Regions from separate parts of the Callithrix jacchus genome. Here region 1 is linked to region 2. A link is a contact called in public Hi-C data. All regions are on one chromosome and are shown on one strand. The core of a region is the stretch at or near the end of the contact, and the rest is flanking DNA. Distances in the headings are between cores, read along the strand shown. Region 1 has its middle 51 kb from the start of SEMA4F. Region 2 overlaps HK2 (hexokinase 2).

Region 1 (4,008 bases), core at 1,376-3,875, 170 kb after region 2:
TTCCTTCCTCTCTGTGAATGATCTGTCCTCTCTGAAGATTATTTAAAAATAATCCCCTCCACTGTCCTTTCGTGCCTTCAATGCTCTTCCTCAAGATCATGCCAGCCATGGCTTTCTGCCCACTCTCCACCTATCTTCCACCTTGTCCTCCTCCTGGCCCCTTACATTAGCATTGAAACAAGCTTGGGTCTCTCCCACCCTAAACACAAATGACACTCCTTTGACTCTCCCTTGCCAGCTAGCATCTCAGAAAGTACTCTTTACTCCCTGCCTCCACTTCTCTACTCCCATTCTCTCCTCAGCCTTCTGTTCTCTAGTTCTCATTGTCATTTCTCCTGAGAAGCTGCCCAATGCCTGGGCCTCTGCTACTTTAGATATCATTGCTATCCCTATTTTGAACACTCTCCTCCCTGAGTTTCTATGGTAACAGTCTCTTGATCATTCCCCTGACCTTCCAACTGCTCCTTCTCCATGTCTCTTGTGTGCTCCTCCATCTTCCTCCACCTACCCTTGAACAATCCATCTTCCCCCAGGTTCCATTCTCTCTTTATCTTCAGTTTCCATAGGTGACCTTAACTACCTTCAGCCACCCCCAACACGAGCTAATGATTCTGAAATCTATACCCATTTATCTTAGTCCTCCCTCTGAATGTCAGATAATTTATCTAACAGCCTATGTGGCATCTTCACTTGGAGGTCCCTCTGAGGCATTATTCCTGTTTTCAGCCATTCTCCATATGATATGGTTTCAGGAACTCTCCCCTACACCCACATGCTGAGTGCCCTGCATGTGGGTGTAGGGGAGAGTTCCTGAAACCATATCATATGGAGAATGGCTGAAAACATAGGAGGTGTCTGATCCACAGAGGTGGCTCAGATGAGTTATGGTAGTAAACTGGGCCACAGTCTGGGTCAGCTGGGAAAGGCCCTGAAGATACTCTGCGTGTACCCCAACAGGTGAAATGAAGACCAATGATTGGAAAATTGGAAAACACAGATTTCAGCTGAACCTAAACAAGACCCTTTGGAGGTCAGAGTGGCTCAAAGGTAAACTTGGCTACCTTGTAAGTTACCTTGGTTACTGAGAGCATTCAAGCACCAGGCTTTAAACTCCCTCAATAAGGCAGGGCACAGTAGCTCACACCTGTAGTCCCAACACTTTGAGAGGCCAAGGCAGACTGCATGAGGCCAAGAGTTTGGGTCTAAGCTGGGCAACATGGTGAGACACCATCTCTACAAAAAGAAAAAAATAATAATTCCCTAAAACTTGAGGAGTGTGTGATTCTGTGAGAAAGCAAAATAGAGCTTATGCAGATTTGACAAAACACAGTGAAACTGGTACTACTGCGGCTTACTAATTGGGCATTGGTTTGCTTGTGGGGGCTGTGACCCTCTGAAGTGGAAATAACAACAGGGATCTTTTAGGATACCTGATAGAAGTGAAGAAATTGAGTAAGCCCTCAAGAGGGAAGGACTGATAGTCAAAGGAAAACTCACCATGGCATGACTTTCTTGGAGGTATTTGTACTTAGTTATATTTGTAAGGAACCCCTCAGTGGTTATGGATTCAGCATGACTCACATTGCAGTAGGACCTTTGTGCTAAGGTTCTGTTTCAACAAACCTAACCAGATATTCTTTCAGACAGGGCCCCCTGAATCTGGGTGGAGTAAAATGGCCTGACAACCAGGCTGGTAAGGGCTTCTGTGACTGAGTCTACAGGTATCTCTGACTTCTAGGTAGAGGACAGAAGACTAGAATTGCTGTCTGGAAAAGGATAGCTCCCACTTACAGCCAGCTCCATGCACAACTACTTGACCAGGTACCCCAACTCTGTGACAGCTCCATCCCAGCCCATCCCCATCCCTGGGCCATCCCATCCCATAATATGTATTATACTTATATTTTCTTACTTATGTGGCTCCTATAACCTCTGACTTCTTTCTCCCAGTTTAAACCTTTTTTTTTTGAGATGGAGTTTTGCTCTTGTTACCCAGGCTGGAGTGCAATGGCGCAATCTCGACTCACTGCAACCTCCACCTCCTGGGTTCAAGCAATTCTCCTGCCTCAGCCTCCCAAGTAGCTGGGACTACAGGCATGTGCCACCATGCCCAGCTAATTTTTTGTATTTTTAATAGAGACAGGGTTTCACCATGTTGACCAGGATGGTCTCAATCTCTTGACCTCATGATCCACCCACCTCGGCCTCCCAAAGTGCTGGGATTATAGGCATGAGCCACTGCGCCCAGCCCAAGCCTTCTTATTATGAACAGATTTCTCTGACTTGCATCCAGTTTTTTTGCGCCTGAATTTTCCAGCTCTGCCTAGTGCCTTCGGATTGATGGTTTGACTAGATTCTTTCCCATAGCATCACCCTTACACCTAGACCCTATGTTTTAGAGGGCTCTTCTTTGGGGAAATCTATGGGCCCTAAGGGATGTGCTTATCTGGAGTCCAAACCTCCTTTTGGACCATCTTCCAGGTACCTGGGACCCTGGAATTCCCAAACAGTCCTGATCCTGTTTCCAGGGCCTGGACAAGCATCTTCTCTGGGTCTGGAGAGTGGACCTTGCTTCCTGTGAGTAAACTCCCAGGCCTGAGGGGTGGCTGAGGCCAGTACACAGGGCTTTTTGAGATGCAGGTTGGAGCCAGGGCCAGGAAGAGAAGGGGGAAGACTAGGGGCTGGGATCAGCTGTTTTTACTCCTGCCCTGGCCTGCTAATCCTAGAGGTTCCAGGTACTAAGACAAATGAGGTCCAGTCCCTGGCCCGAAGTAACATCAAGAACACAAGCAAACCAGGGATCAAAGTTGAACTAAAGATTGTTTCTTTCTTCTGCCTAAAGCCTGGAGCCTGGAGCAGCCTTCAATGTGCTGCTCTCTACTCCCTTGGAATTTGAGGCAATCCCTCCTCAAAGTGTTCCCCTCTCAAAATGCTCTCCAGTTCATCAAGACCCCAATCTTACAACTGGGGCTCATCTCAGAAGAGGAAGGGAGCAGTAAGAAAGTTCTAGCTCACAGGGCATAGTGGCTCACACTTGTTATCCCAGCACTTTGGGAGGCTGAGGCAGGCAGATCACGAGGTCAAGAGATCGAGACCATCCTGGCCAACATGGTGAAACCCCATCTCTACTAAAAAATACAAAAATTAGCTGGGCGTGGTGGTGCGTGCCTGTAGTCCCAGCTACTTGAGAGGCTGAGGCAGGAGCATTGCTTGAACCCAGGAGGTGGAGGTTGCAGTGAGCTGAGCTCACGCCACTGCACTCCAGCCTGGTACCTGGCGACAGAGTAAGACTCTGTCTCAAAAAAAAAAAAAGAAAAGAAAAGAAAGTGCTGTCTCTTTCCTCTGTGCCTCAGCTTCTTCATCTGTCAAGTGGAAGTCATAACTACCCCCTCACATCCCACCAGATCACTTTAAGGATAAAATTAGAATTGATCACCCGATTGCCCAAATTTTGAGGCTTTTGTTTTTCTTGAGATGGAGTCTTGCTCTGTCGCCCAGGCTGGAGTGCAGTGGCAGGAGCTTGGCTCACTGCAACCTCTGCCCATTTGAGGCTATTCTAAGCAACAGCCTCTCAAAGAGAAGTGCAAGGAAGAGCTAATCTGAGGTGAAAGACACTGATACTCTGGACTGTACATTGAGCACTAGCCATGCCAGGTTCTTAAGTCGATGCTGGTCTTCCATGTTACCCAGCATGCCTCAGGACTAATGCCCCCACCCCAGTATGTACTCAAGAGATGAAACAGAATTTAATTTTGGTCCAAGCAGACTATAACCTGGGAAGACAGATCTCCAGCAAGGGCTAATTCTAGCTGTGAAGAGACAGGTACACTTCTATTTTGTTCATGGAAATGCAAAATGGTACAGGCCTTTGGGAAGGTATTTTGGTAATATCTATCAAAAGTACATGTGCAATTACTTTTTGACCTCGCAAATCCATTTCTGGGAATCCACAGATACACATTCTTATGAGATGACAAATGTACAAAGTTAGTTATGACAGCTCAGGTT
Region 2 (4,310 bases), core at 68-2,567:
AAGATAAGCAGTGCGGTAAGGTGATTTAAATTTTCAACACTAGGTGGCACTGTTTTCCTTGTAAATTGGTCTTTCTGGCTAGAACTGAGCCAGAGGAAACCAATCTCTGGCGAATCTTTTTGGCAAAAGACCCATTTCTGGATGTTTGAGAAAGAATCTGCGTCTTGGAGAGAGGGGGCGCCCAGGCCTGCTGACAGTAACTAGGATGAGCCCCAATGACGAGGAGGCCCAGGACTGAGGTGTGGAAGGGATTCCAGGGTTACCATTCCGAGAGAAACTCAGGCCTCCAGGAAGCAGCCTGCTCAGGACCCATGGCCAAGTACAGCAGAGAGCTGGCGAAACTGCACAGATCACAGAGCATATTTTAAACGTTAGTGCACCGAGACAGGCAGAGCTTCCGGAGAAGGAAACGAGCCTGGATGCGAGCCTGTCTTCAACAGTAAGGAACTCCGTGTCTGCCCCAGTGTCTTCTCCCACACAGCTGGTTCTATGGGAGCTAGGGGGAGTGGGCTGAGGCCAGAGGGGCTCCCAAGTATGGGTGGTTTTTTTTTTTTAATGTAAGTTTTTGTTCTAGTTTTTAAAAACACTTTGTTCCAGTCAACATTTGGAAGATACTTAATAAGAGGGGCATTTTTTATTACTTAATAAAAAATGTCTATGGTGACTTTAGGGCTACCATGGATGACAATTTGGTATATTTCCTTTCAGCCTTTGTCTTGTCTAAGGATAAGCCGGGGGGGTGTTGTCATGGCCTGGCTGGCACATTTGTCTTTTGACACTTGAAAGGGCCTATAGTTCCTTGGAATGACTTGGGTGTGCTTCATTCATGAAGGCAGGCACTGAGTGACTTTTCAGGTCATAAACCTCTCATCACCCACTGCAGACAACCAGTGTGTTCCTCAGAAAGTTCAAGTATACGACTCATGTTTCAACATATGAAAGAAGCTTGTGACTTAGGTAAATAAACCATGCTTTGAGAAAGCAAGGACTCTCCTGGGAAGAAAGGTTGCCCACCACTGACTTGGTTTACAGAGTTCAATTTTCCTCTCCAAGGAGAGATCTGCACACAAAGCTTTTCTACAACAGTCTCAACAAGACTGGAGATGATCTGTATTGCTCAAAATATTTTGCAACTGCTTCAGACCTTGAAGCAATCCCTGTTTCAAGATCTTTCCCATGCACATTTGGCCAATGTTTGTGAGGGTACAAAAAGGTTTTGTAAGAGATAAAAGCAACTAAAAACGAAGGCAGGCCAGGCTGGAGAATACAATATTCAGGATCCAAAATGCTAGTAGCCTCTCCTCCAATCCATCCCAGGATATAGTTGGGCCAAGGTCCAAGGGAAGGAGGCCAAGGAAGCTCCTCAGCCAATGTCTCCAGAGGCCATGGGTCTGCCTACACTGCGGCAGGAGGCCTTGGGACCCCAGGGGCCAGCAGTGAGCAGCCAGCTGTCAGCCTGTCCTTTGGGGAGTGATGGAGTGGGAGCTATGAAAGGAGCTTTCAGAGACCCCAGTCTTGATCATCAACACTCTTTGGTGGATCACAGTTCCCATGGACAATTTAGAAATAGAAGGCGGAAAGAAGAGCAGGGCCACCCACTTACACTCAGACTAGAACCTTCCAAAATGACTCCTCTGAAGGACACACATTATTAGATATAATCTAGGATATCTGCTTGCTCTCTGTTTTAGATCTTTCCGCAATTACTAGTCACAGACATTCCTATGACCAGTGGCCACCTTGGCAACCTTTGGGGATATAACACTATAAAGAAACCACCCCCTGACCCTGACCAGCCCCAAACTAAGCTCCTGAGGCCCCCCTCCAAGTCCACCCACACAAGAAGGGCCTACTCACAGTTGCTTCCCAGGGTTCAGTGAGCCCATGTCAATCTCCTGGTCAAACTCAGTGCGAATGTCATTGAGCGAGCCATCATCCCCGAAGGCCCCCCACTCCATGTTGATACACATCCGCCCCTCGTCACCCTCCACCATGTCGATGTGGCGCATCTCTTCCATGTAGCAAGCGTTGCTGCCCGTGCCTGCCAAAACAAGTGACTACTATGCCATGCCTGCTCCATTCCCCCCACCCCTCTTCCCTCTTACACCACTGCAGGGTGGCTGGGATTTCTCACTGCAGACTCTGCGGGCATCCCAACACATGGTCCAATCTTCTGCTGCCCCCAACCCCATGAGTTCCAGCTCAGCTCTCCAAAATGACTGGACCATTATCTTCTAGTATGAACTATAAAGGAACACCCAGCCCATGGGCCCCTTCTCCCTTTCCAGCCCACACCCCCATCCTCTGGCCAGCACAGGCCCTCATGCCCAGTGTTCACTCACTCACCCACAATAAGACCAATCTCACAGTTGTGGTCATCATAACCACAAGTCATCATGGTCCCAACTGTGTCATTCACCACAGCCACAATGTCGATATCAAAGTCCTGTGGAGATAAAAGGGAGGGCTCTGACCTTCATCATCACAGAGGGTGACTTTCCTGACCCCAGCTGTACATCACTACTCCTTCTCATCCTCCTCCTCCTCGTCCTCCTCCTCCTCCTCCTCTCTCTCTCTCTCTTTCCCCCTTTCTCCCCATAACTGCTGTGATAAGACTTTCTTATTCTCTCTCTGTGCCATTCCACTCCATGCCAACATCATTCCAACTTTCTTACTTGGAAATGATATTCAAGTCTTCTTCAGGTTAAGAACTAAAGAGTCTTGTGCCAAGACAAAAATTATTTATTCATTGTGATAATTTAACCCCCCCTCCCCCACCCCGCCCCACAAAGCAGCTGATCACATACAAAATTACTGCGTACATGTGTCAGGGAAGAGAACCTCTCCCTAAGCCCCACAAAAGCAAATCATGATGAGTCAAGGACACTCAGAGAGACTTCAAGGTGGACCCAGAAGAGCCCACAGACCCCAGGCTCCCATCACCCCACTCACCCCTCTCCGCTGGATGGCCTTCCGGATCAGAGCCACAACGTCTCTGCCTTCCACTCCACTGGACTTGAAGCCCTTGGTCCATGAGACCAGGAAACTCTGAAAGACGACCAAGGAGTGAATACTGATTTCCCACTAAAACTAAAGTTCACACCACATCTCTCAAACCACTGTCATTAGCAGAGACCTCTGCCACTGCACTGAAGTCGTGATTGAATGTGTGTATTACTTCCTGGCTAGCCTAGGAAAAAGAAACTCAGGCCCCTCAAAGACCAGGAAGGGAGGTTAAATGAATGAGTCCTTCATGATAAACTCCAGGAAGTGGAAAGAGCAGGTTAGATCTGTCACTATAAGATGCAGTCATGTGCCACATAACAATGTTTCAGTAAATGACAGATTGCATATACTGTGGTGGTAACAAGGTTATAATAGAGCTGGAAAGTTCCGATTGCCTAGTTTAGATATGCAGATATCACTGTGTTACAACTGCCTATAGCATTCAGTACAATAACATGCTATACAGATTTGCGGCCTAGGATTAACAGGCTGTCCCATACAACCTAGGTGTGTAGCCGTCTATACCATCAAGGTTTGTGTAAGTGTACTCTGTGATGTTTATACATCAGGGAAATCACTTAATAAAGCATTTCTCAGAACATATCCCCATTGTTAAGCAATCCATGACTGTTCTTGTGTCCTTACATCATTAACTGTCCAAGCATCTTTCTTCTAAGGGTCTTTATCACAACATTTTAGATCAAGAAGTTCCTGCTTTCTCATTCCTTTTCCCTGGATGGGATAAGGACACTGTGCAATGTATGTGGGAAAGAGGGTGATAAAGAGCACTACCAACCCCCCAAATATTTCTTCACCATCCCCCACACTGACACACACATTCACCCAGAAAGGTAGAACTTCATCTGCACAATCCCCCAGTACTACCACCAATACCATAGCAGGTGGCTCAGAAGTCCTCTCAGCCCTCCCAGCCCCAAGAGTGCAGCACGAAAGTGTCTGAAGAGCCCATCTTACCTCGTCTAGTTTAGTCTGGTGGCAAGGGAACGAAAAGGTAAAACCCAATGGGAGCTTCTTGTCTTTGATTTGTAGTTTATCCATGAAGTTAGCCAGACATTCGGCAATGTGGTCAAACAGCTAAGGACACACAACACAGGGCGGTAAGCAGAGAGGTAGAAGAGCATGGAGATTAAGGGCATGCACTTCTGGCTCAGCAAGTAGCTAGCTGAATGTGTGCAAAGCCCATATCTCCTCTGATATCTTCATTTGCTCATCTACAAAATGGGAATTATAACTGGACCTGTCCTCATGGAGTTACAAAAAGGAGGACATGAGTCAATACATAT

Evidence for each region. A called contact is a pair of places that touch in the nucleus more often than the background predicts.
Region 1: a contact with region 2 is called in a Hi-C map of skeletal muscle, with 4 times the contacts expected there. The contact joins two enhancer-like sites. A contact is called at or near these places in 3 of 3 Hi-C or Micro-C datasets (induced pluripotent stem cells and skeletal muscle).

The regions. Positions count from the first base shown.
Region 1 is chr14:38,478,411-38,482,418 of calJac240_pri, forward strand. No RefSeq gene overlaps it. Among named protein-coding and RNA genes, the nearest start is that of SEMA4F, 51 kb to the right of the region's middle. Within about 2 kb of position 2,626, at least 1 of the 16 cell types and tissues checked has an H3K27ac peak or open chromatin away from gene starts, as enhancers often do. A contact at or near this core is called in skeletal muscle, where this site is marked.
Region 2 is chr14:38,305,919-38,310,228 of calJac240_pri, forward strand. HK2 (hexokinase 2) reads right to left here. Exons shown (of 18, transcript XM_002757585.6): 4 at 3,982-4,101; 5 at 2,953-3,048; 6 at 2,347-2,446; 7 at 1,858-2,041. Among named protein-coding and RNA genes, the nearest start is that of HK2, 39 kb to the right of the region's middle. Within about 2 kb of position 1,318, at least 3 of the 16 cell types and tissues checked have an H3K27ac peak or open chromatin away from gene starts, as enhancers often do. A contact at or near this core is called in skeletal muscle, where this site is marked.